Linked DNA regions of Danio rerio: region 2 is linked to region 1. Evidence: chromatin contacts called from public Hi-C data. All regions are on one chromosome and are shown on one strand. The core of a region is the stretch at or near the end of the contact, and the rest is flanking DNA. Distances in the headings are between cores, read along the strand shown. Region 1 overlaps specc1 (sperm antigen with calponin homology and coiled-coil domains 1). Region 2 holds the start of specc1 (sperm antigen with calponin homology and coiled-coil domains 1).

The links. Hi-C and Micro-C count contacts between places; a contact is called where the count stands out from the background.
Region 2: a Hi-C map of hematopoietic stem cells shows a contact between it and region 1, with 2.9 times the contacts expected there. The contact joins the promoter of specc1 here to the enhancer-like site in region 1. A contact is called at or near these places in 2 of 18 Hi-C or Micro-C datasets (hematopoietic stem cells and an unstated tissue) and 1 of 4 datasets of contacts at active chromatin or transcription factors (embryo).

What each region holds. Positions count from the first base shown.
Region 1 is chr5:68,808,057-68,810,968 of GRCz12tu, reverse strand. The region is part of intron 7 of specc1 (sperm antigen with calponin homology and coiled-coil domains 1); the gene reads left to right. It also overlaps a transcript of zswim7 not described here. Among named protein-coding and RNA genes, the nearest start is that of adora2b, 77 kb to the right of the region's middle. Within about 2 kb of position 1,483, at least 4 of the 62 cell types and tissues checked have an H3K27ac peak or open chromatin away from gene starts, as enhancers often do.
Region 2 is chr5:68,918,745-68,921,956 of GRCz12tu, reverse strand. specc1 (sperm antigen with calponin homology and coiled-coil domains 1) reads left to right here and starts at 1,496. Exons shown (of 15, transcript XM_685735.10): 1 at 1,496-1,534. The region is part of intron 24 of cntrl (centriolin); the gene reads left to right. timm22 (translocase of inner mitochondrial membrane 22 homolog (yeast)) reads right to left here and starts at 333. Exons shown (of 4, transcript NM_001386807.1): 1 at 60-333. The coding sequence starts at 318.

The DNA of each region.
Region 1 (2,912 bases), core at 234-2,733:
TTAGGATAATAAGGAAATAACACTCACCTAGCCATGAAACAGCTGAGGAGCCAATTGTCCCATTACTTTTTGGTCCCTTAACAAGTGGGAGCCACATATGCAAACTGTTGCAATTCCTACACCATGTACCTGATTTGGATGTAAATACCCTCAAATTAAAGCTGACAGTCTGCAGTTAAAGCACATCTTGTTTGTTTCATTTCAAATCCATCGTATTAGTGTATAGAGCCAAAAATGTTAGAATTGTGTTCATGTTCAAATATTTATGGACCTAACTGTAAATATTTATTGTCCTTTGCTGCATAGAATTCATTAAAATTGATGTAAAATAACATACATCACAAGTTAATTTTTTAAAAATGCACCTAAAATAGTCTTGCAATTTGTGATTGTTTTTTTTTAGTTGAATAACACTCTCGTTCTCGTTGAGTGTCTCATCACACCCCTAATATTTACCCTTTAAATGATAAAACATTTATATTTTTGAATTTACCATGCTTGAATTGATAAGTAATTGCTAGCCTAATATAATTAGCATTTTTTGTGCATATATTTATAAATTAACTAGTAATTCTCGCATCCATCATACTTTGATACAGTTCTTAGGAAAACTAAAATGAAAACACATTATTCATTCATTCTTTTTCTTGTCGGCTTAGTCCCTTTATTAATCCGGGGTCGCCACAGCGGAATGAACCACCAACTTATCCAGCAAATGATTATGCAGCGGATGCCCTTCCAGCCGCAAACCATCTCTGGGAAACATCCACACACACACACACATTCATACACTATGGACAATTTAGCCTACCCAATTCACCTGTACAGCATGTCGTTTGACTGTGGGGGAAACCGGAGCACCCGGAGGAAACCCACACGAACGCAGGGAGAACATGCAAACTCCACACAGAAATGCTAACTGAGCCGAGGCTCGAACCAGCGACCTTCTTGCTGTGAGGCGACAGCACTACCTACTGCGCCACTGCTTCGCCCTAAAAACACATTAACTAGTGTAAAATAGTGTTTATTCTGTGGTGTTGGGCTGGCATTACTGCTTTGGTTTCATGTTTCTGTTTCGTGTGCTAGCTTTGTAGAATATTGTGCATTAGCATTAACACTTTCTCCCCATTATCATGTGAATAAACCTGTACACTTCATTAATAAGACTATGAGCCTGAGTTTGTACTGGTTTAAGCATATTGAGATAAAGGTGCTTCTATAAGTGGTGCATTTGAGTTGCTAGATCTTTTTAAAAAAAACTCTTCCGCTCGGTTGAATGGGACAGCCAGTGTACGTCGATCTCCCCTTTCCTCAGATGCCCCCCTAAAGGATTTCCCTCTGACCCAGGTGAGTGCAACGCTAGCACCAGCCCCCAGCACTCATACTGACTTGCTAGTATGAATGCTAATGGATGGTCAGAGTCATTTAAAGTTGCTTGTTTTTCCCCTCTGCATTTTAGCCACCCGCCCACCGCTTTGAACATTACTGATTGGCTGTGCTCATTTGATTCAAACGGGGCTGGGTCTGCTTTGCTTCTGCCTTTTCTTACACTCTTGCCCCTTAAAAAACGTTGTATATGGCGACATCTGCTGTTTGCTTTGATTTCTGCATTAAATATTGAGAAAAAAAAAGTTTGCTGGAAATGTTTGAAGATTTTCTTCCTTCAATCATCAGATCTGCTATTAAATCTGCTAATGAAACATATCAGATGTTTTATTGATTTCAGAAAGATGCATGAAGGTTGATGCTGCCATGATGAAAACATTAGTTTCATAAAAGACGCTCGATTTAATGGTGATGCTGCTCTTCTCAATGAGTCGGTCATAATGAATAAGCTTCAACTTATGAAGTGTTTTAACGAAAATTCATTTGGACTGCTTTGTTTTCTCTGTGTTTCTTTCAGAATCGCCAGTGGAGCGGCGTTTGAGACCTCCAAGACTGCAGTTGAGGGGCGATAGATATTTCGATTTAAATTGATGGCAGTATTGTAGTACAGAGTTATCATTGTCAGTATTATTCATGAGGACAAATTCAGATTTATTTTGACAGGAAAATAAAACGGGAACACATGGCGTTTCCACAGCTGCTGAGAGGAGATTTTTGTATTTGTTTTAAAGCAGACAGCACCTGCACTATCTGAAATGTTTGATCATGTGACCTGCTTGTGTTGGTGCGCCTGTAAGCAGGGTCAACTGTTACATTAAGGGAAGAAAAAGCGAACAAATTGTGTAAGGATGTATTTGTATCACTAATTTATTATATCCCTAACTGGGCACAGTCTTTTTTTCTTTTTTAAAGTACAAAATTGTCTTTGTATTGTGCTGCCTTAGGGGAAAAAAAGCCAACACTTATGTACCTTTACTAGGCGACCAGCACTTTTTGATTTTGTCTTGATGGTTTGTATTTCAGCAGTAGCCACGGAGCTGTTTCTGCCTAAAACACTCAGAACTTGAATTAGATTGAGGCACATTTTTTGTAATTAGCCCTTATAACGCATTAGTCTGTTTTAAGACAAAAGAAATATGTGCATTTTTTTTTTAATTGCATTGTTTTTAGTAAGCGAACTAAACTTTACATAGTTTTTTCAAATTCTAAAAGGGCACCTATGCAAGGTTATGATAGTTTTGGATTTTTCATTAGATTTAGTTTCTATTTCGTTTTGACATTTTGTTTTCAAATTCAGTTTGTTTTAATTAGTTTTAGAGGTAGATTTCTTAGTTTTTATTAGTTTCTATATTTTAAAAATGTCTAAATTTTAGTTAAGTTTTTATTAGTTTCAGTATTAGTTTAAGTTTTTTTCTAAATTAGGATGTTTGTTAGGTGCAAGATTCAAAATCAACAGGATAAATATTGTATAATAAAAACTCAGCCACACATTTTTTGAAACATGTATTCAGAGAACACATGAACAC
Region 2 (3,212 bases), core at 247-2,746, 110 kb before region 1:
TCAGAAGAGTTATCGGTTATGTGGTGTAAAAACGTGATAAATATCAGACAATGAAGTACCTCCGACACACGCTATGAGGGATTTAAAGGCGCAGCTCTCCATTCCCCGCTCGATCATCTTCTGCTCATCTGTTTTCTGGGGACTCGGTAAAGCCCCCATGACAGTCGGATTTAAGTCTTTAATCTGTCTTTTGTCGCCGATAAGATGGTCCAAAATAAGACTGTATTGCAGAGACACATTTTCCGCGGATGAAACGTTTGCCGAATGACCTGCAGTGACTGAAAGTGAAGCATCCGTGCTCTTTGCGGGCGCAGCCATGTTGACAGCGTGATTCTGTCAAACGGAGGATAAACAGGAGCACATTCGTCAACATTTAAAGAAAAAAATATATAATAATTGAAAAACCGCAACTTGGTAAACGCTAGTTTATAAAGTCCCTAAAATAAATACAGAAGTCTATATTTTATATTTTCTTCCCAAGCTGCATTTATGTAGCATTTATTTATGTCTTTATAACATAACAACTGGTTTTGCAGATTCGACAGAAAGAGAGGTGACTTTTAGCTTAGTAGTACAAAGAACTACAATGAAACAACCCGTGGTGGTGGTGGGTTAAACATTTATGTACATGTATTAAATGAGCCACATACAGTCTTGATAGCTTTTTATTATGCTAATAGAAAATTGACTTAAGTGTATTTTTCAAGAGGCAAATATTAGCGTTTCCACTATTTACATATGGATATGGCATTAAAATAAAATGTATTACATTATCTATATCTATATATCTATATCTATATCTCTCTCTCTCTCTCTCTCTCTCTCTCTCTCTCTCTCTCTCTCTATCTATCTATCTATCTATCTATCTATCTATCTATCTATCTATCTATCTATCTATCTATCTATCTATCTATCTATCTATCTATATATATATATATATATATATATATATATATATATATATATATATATATATATATATATATATATATATATATATATATATATATATATAAATATTTTTATCTTATGTGATAAATAAATCAAATTAAATGTGTACCAATCACGGAAAAAAGCACAATTATATATTTATTTAGAGTAATGTTTGCATAAAATAACAAAAAGGTGCCTTGTTTTCAGACCATATTATATTCCTTTTGTATACAACACAATGTTTTAACTTACATAACAGAACACAAATCAGTATTTAGTAGAATAATCCCAATTTTCAGTCACAACAAATGAAAACATTTGCTCTACTTACCAAATTTCTGAATAAAATGTCTAGACTAAATGGCAGTATTTTATTGAAAAAAATTGGCCTCTAAATAATCGTTTTACAAAAACACAATCTAGCAAATCCAGAGAAACTGAGAATTGTTCAAGCGTTCTTTTAATACATGCACTACAATTCCCAGCGTGCCCTTGTTCTCTGCACCATAGGTCGCGCGCTCCCCCTGGCGGATGAACTTGGCAGTGGCGCACGAGCATCTTCAGTTTGGTCACGGTGGCGCTCCTCGGCGTCAGGGAACAGGTGAGTCTCACTGAATTTTAAATGTTTTTCTCGTCTCGGAGATTGTATTATCAATGTAGAGCTCCCGCTAAGTTCATTTGATCACTTCACGAAATCCTTTCTAGTCGTCATTGGGACAAACGCGGTACTTACCCGCACTTTTATCAACGGATGTTGTCGTGCTGCTCGCGAGTGGGAACGAGCTGCTGTTTTTAACGGTGACTGCTGTTTGGCTAATTCTCAGTAGACCTTCAGTATGATAAGGGACAGCGATTCAAAGCTCGCATATATTCGGTTTGTTTGATTATTTTCACGCGTTGTGTCTAAATTAGACAGAGACACGGTCTGAATTGAGATAACGTTACTGCAGCAGTTCTGTCACGAGAGGTTTGTGAACTAGAAACATCAAGACTCCAGTCAGTCCCTGCGGAGATATGTTATTGACAGGATTTCACATGTCATATGTATTTCAATATCAAATTAATCAGAGTGTTTATGTAGGAATCTGAATATTGTGGAGTACTAATGCTGCAAAAGTTCAGATGTAGACGGTCACTTCGTGTCAACTCAACCAAAGGTCCCTGGTTTAAACATTTGAATTTGTTTATTTATTTTTTTTATTTTAACCGAAGCAAGACAAAACGAAAGTCAAAATATTTACCCTCATAGTGTATATTATAGAGGTAAAGTTGGTTTTATATTCGGATATTCAGACATTCTCCTTAATAATATAATTAAGGAAAGTATTCTTTGCAAATTGTAAATAGGGAAATCATATTAACAGCAAATGACTAAGTACAACATTGCTCACAGTGAATTAGCTAGTGTTAATGTTGTTTAGAAGCCATACTTGCATGCTAATTCCGATCGAATATTCAAAGTAACTGTAAATAATATAGAGACTGCTAAATGAACCAATATATGCGCATATAAAATCCACTTTACCTCTATATTGTGTACCATGTTACTTTGAATATACGATCGGAATTAGCATGCAAGTATGACTTCTAAACAACATCAACACTGTCTAATTGACTGTGAACAATGTTGTACTTTGATAATCTTTGGTTGCTTATATGATTTCCTTATTTAGAATTTGCAAAGAATACTTTTCTGAAATTATATTATTAAGGAGAAAGTCTGAATATCCGAATATAAAACCAACTTTACCTCTATGTGTATATCTACTAAGTGGACGGAGGTCAAAATGACGGGGGTAAAATAACTTTAGAATGATCCATTTTACATCTTTGTGCTTATTCTCATTACCTGAGCTGAAAGGCATCGTTATGGGTTTATGAAGCACCTGGTTGATCATGCTGTCACATCTCCATCCTAATGGCCACACTGTCAGCTATTTAGTTTCCTAGCTGCATCAACAATATTTCGTTTATATGTCTAATAATAAAATATGTTTACTGTTTGCTGAAAAGCTTCCCCCTGAAGTTTGCATGACTGTAACTTAATTTGATTTGATTTGATTTTTTTTTTTGACCTTAACATTTTTTTCGATTTTCTTAACAAACTTTTATTTTTGTCTATTAATTTTTGGGCCCATATGGTTAATTTCCAGACATTGATTTATTGCACCTCTATATGTAACTTATTATGTTGTGCTTATTTTCAGTTTTAAAAAATGTTGAAATTAAAATTATAGTCTTAGTGATATATAATTTTTTCCAATGCTTGCATGCCTGTA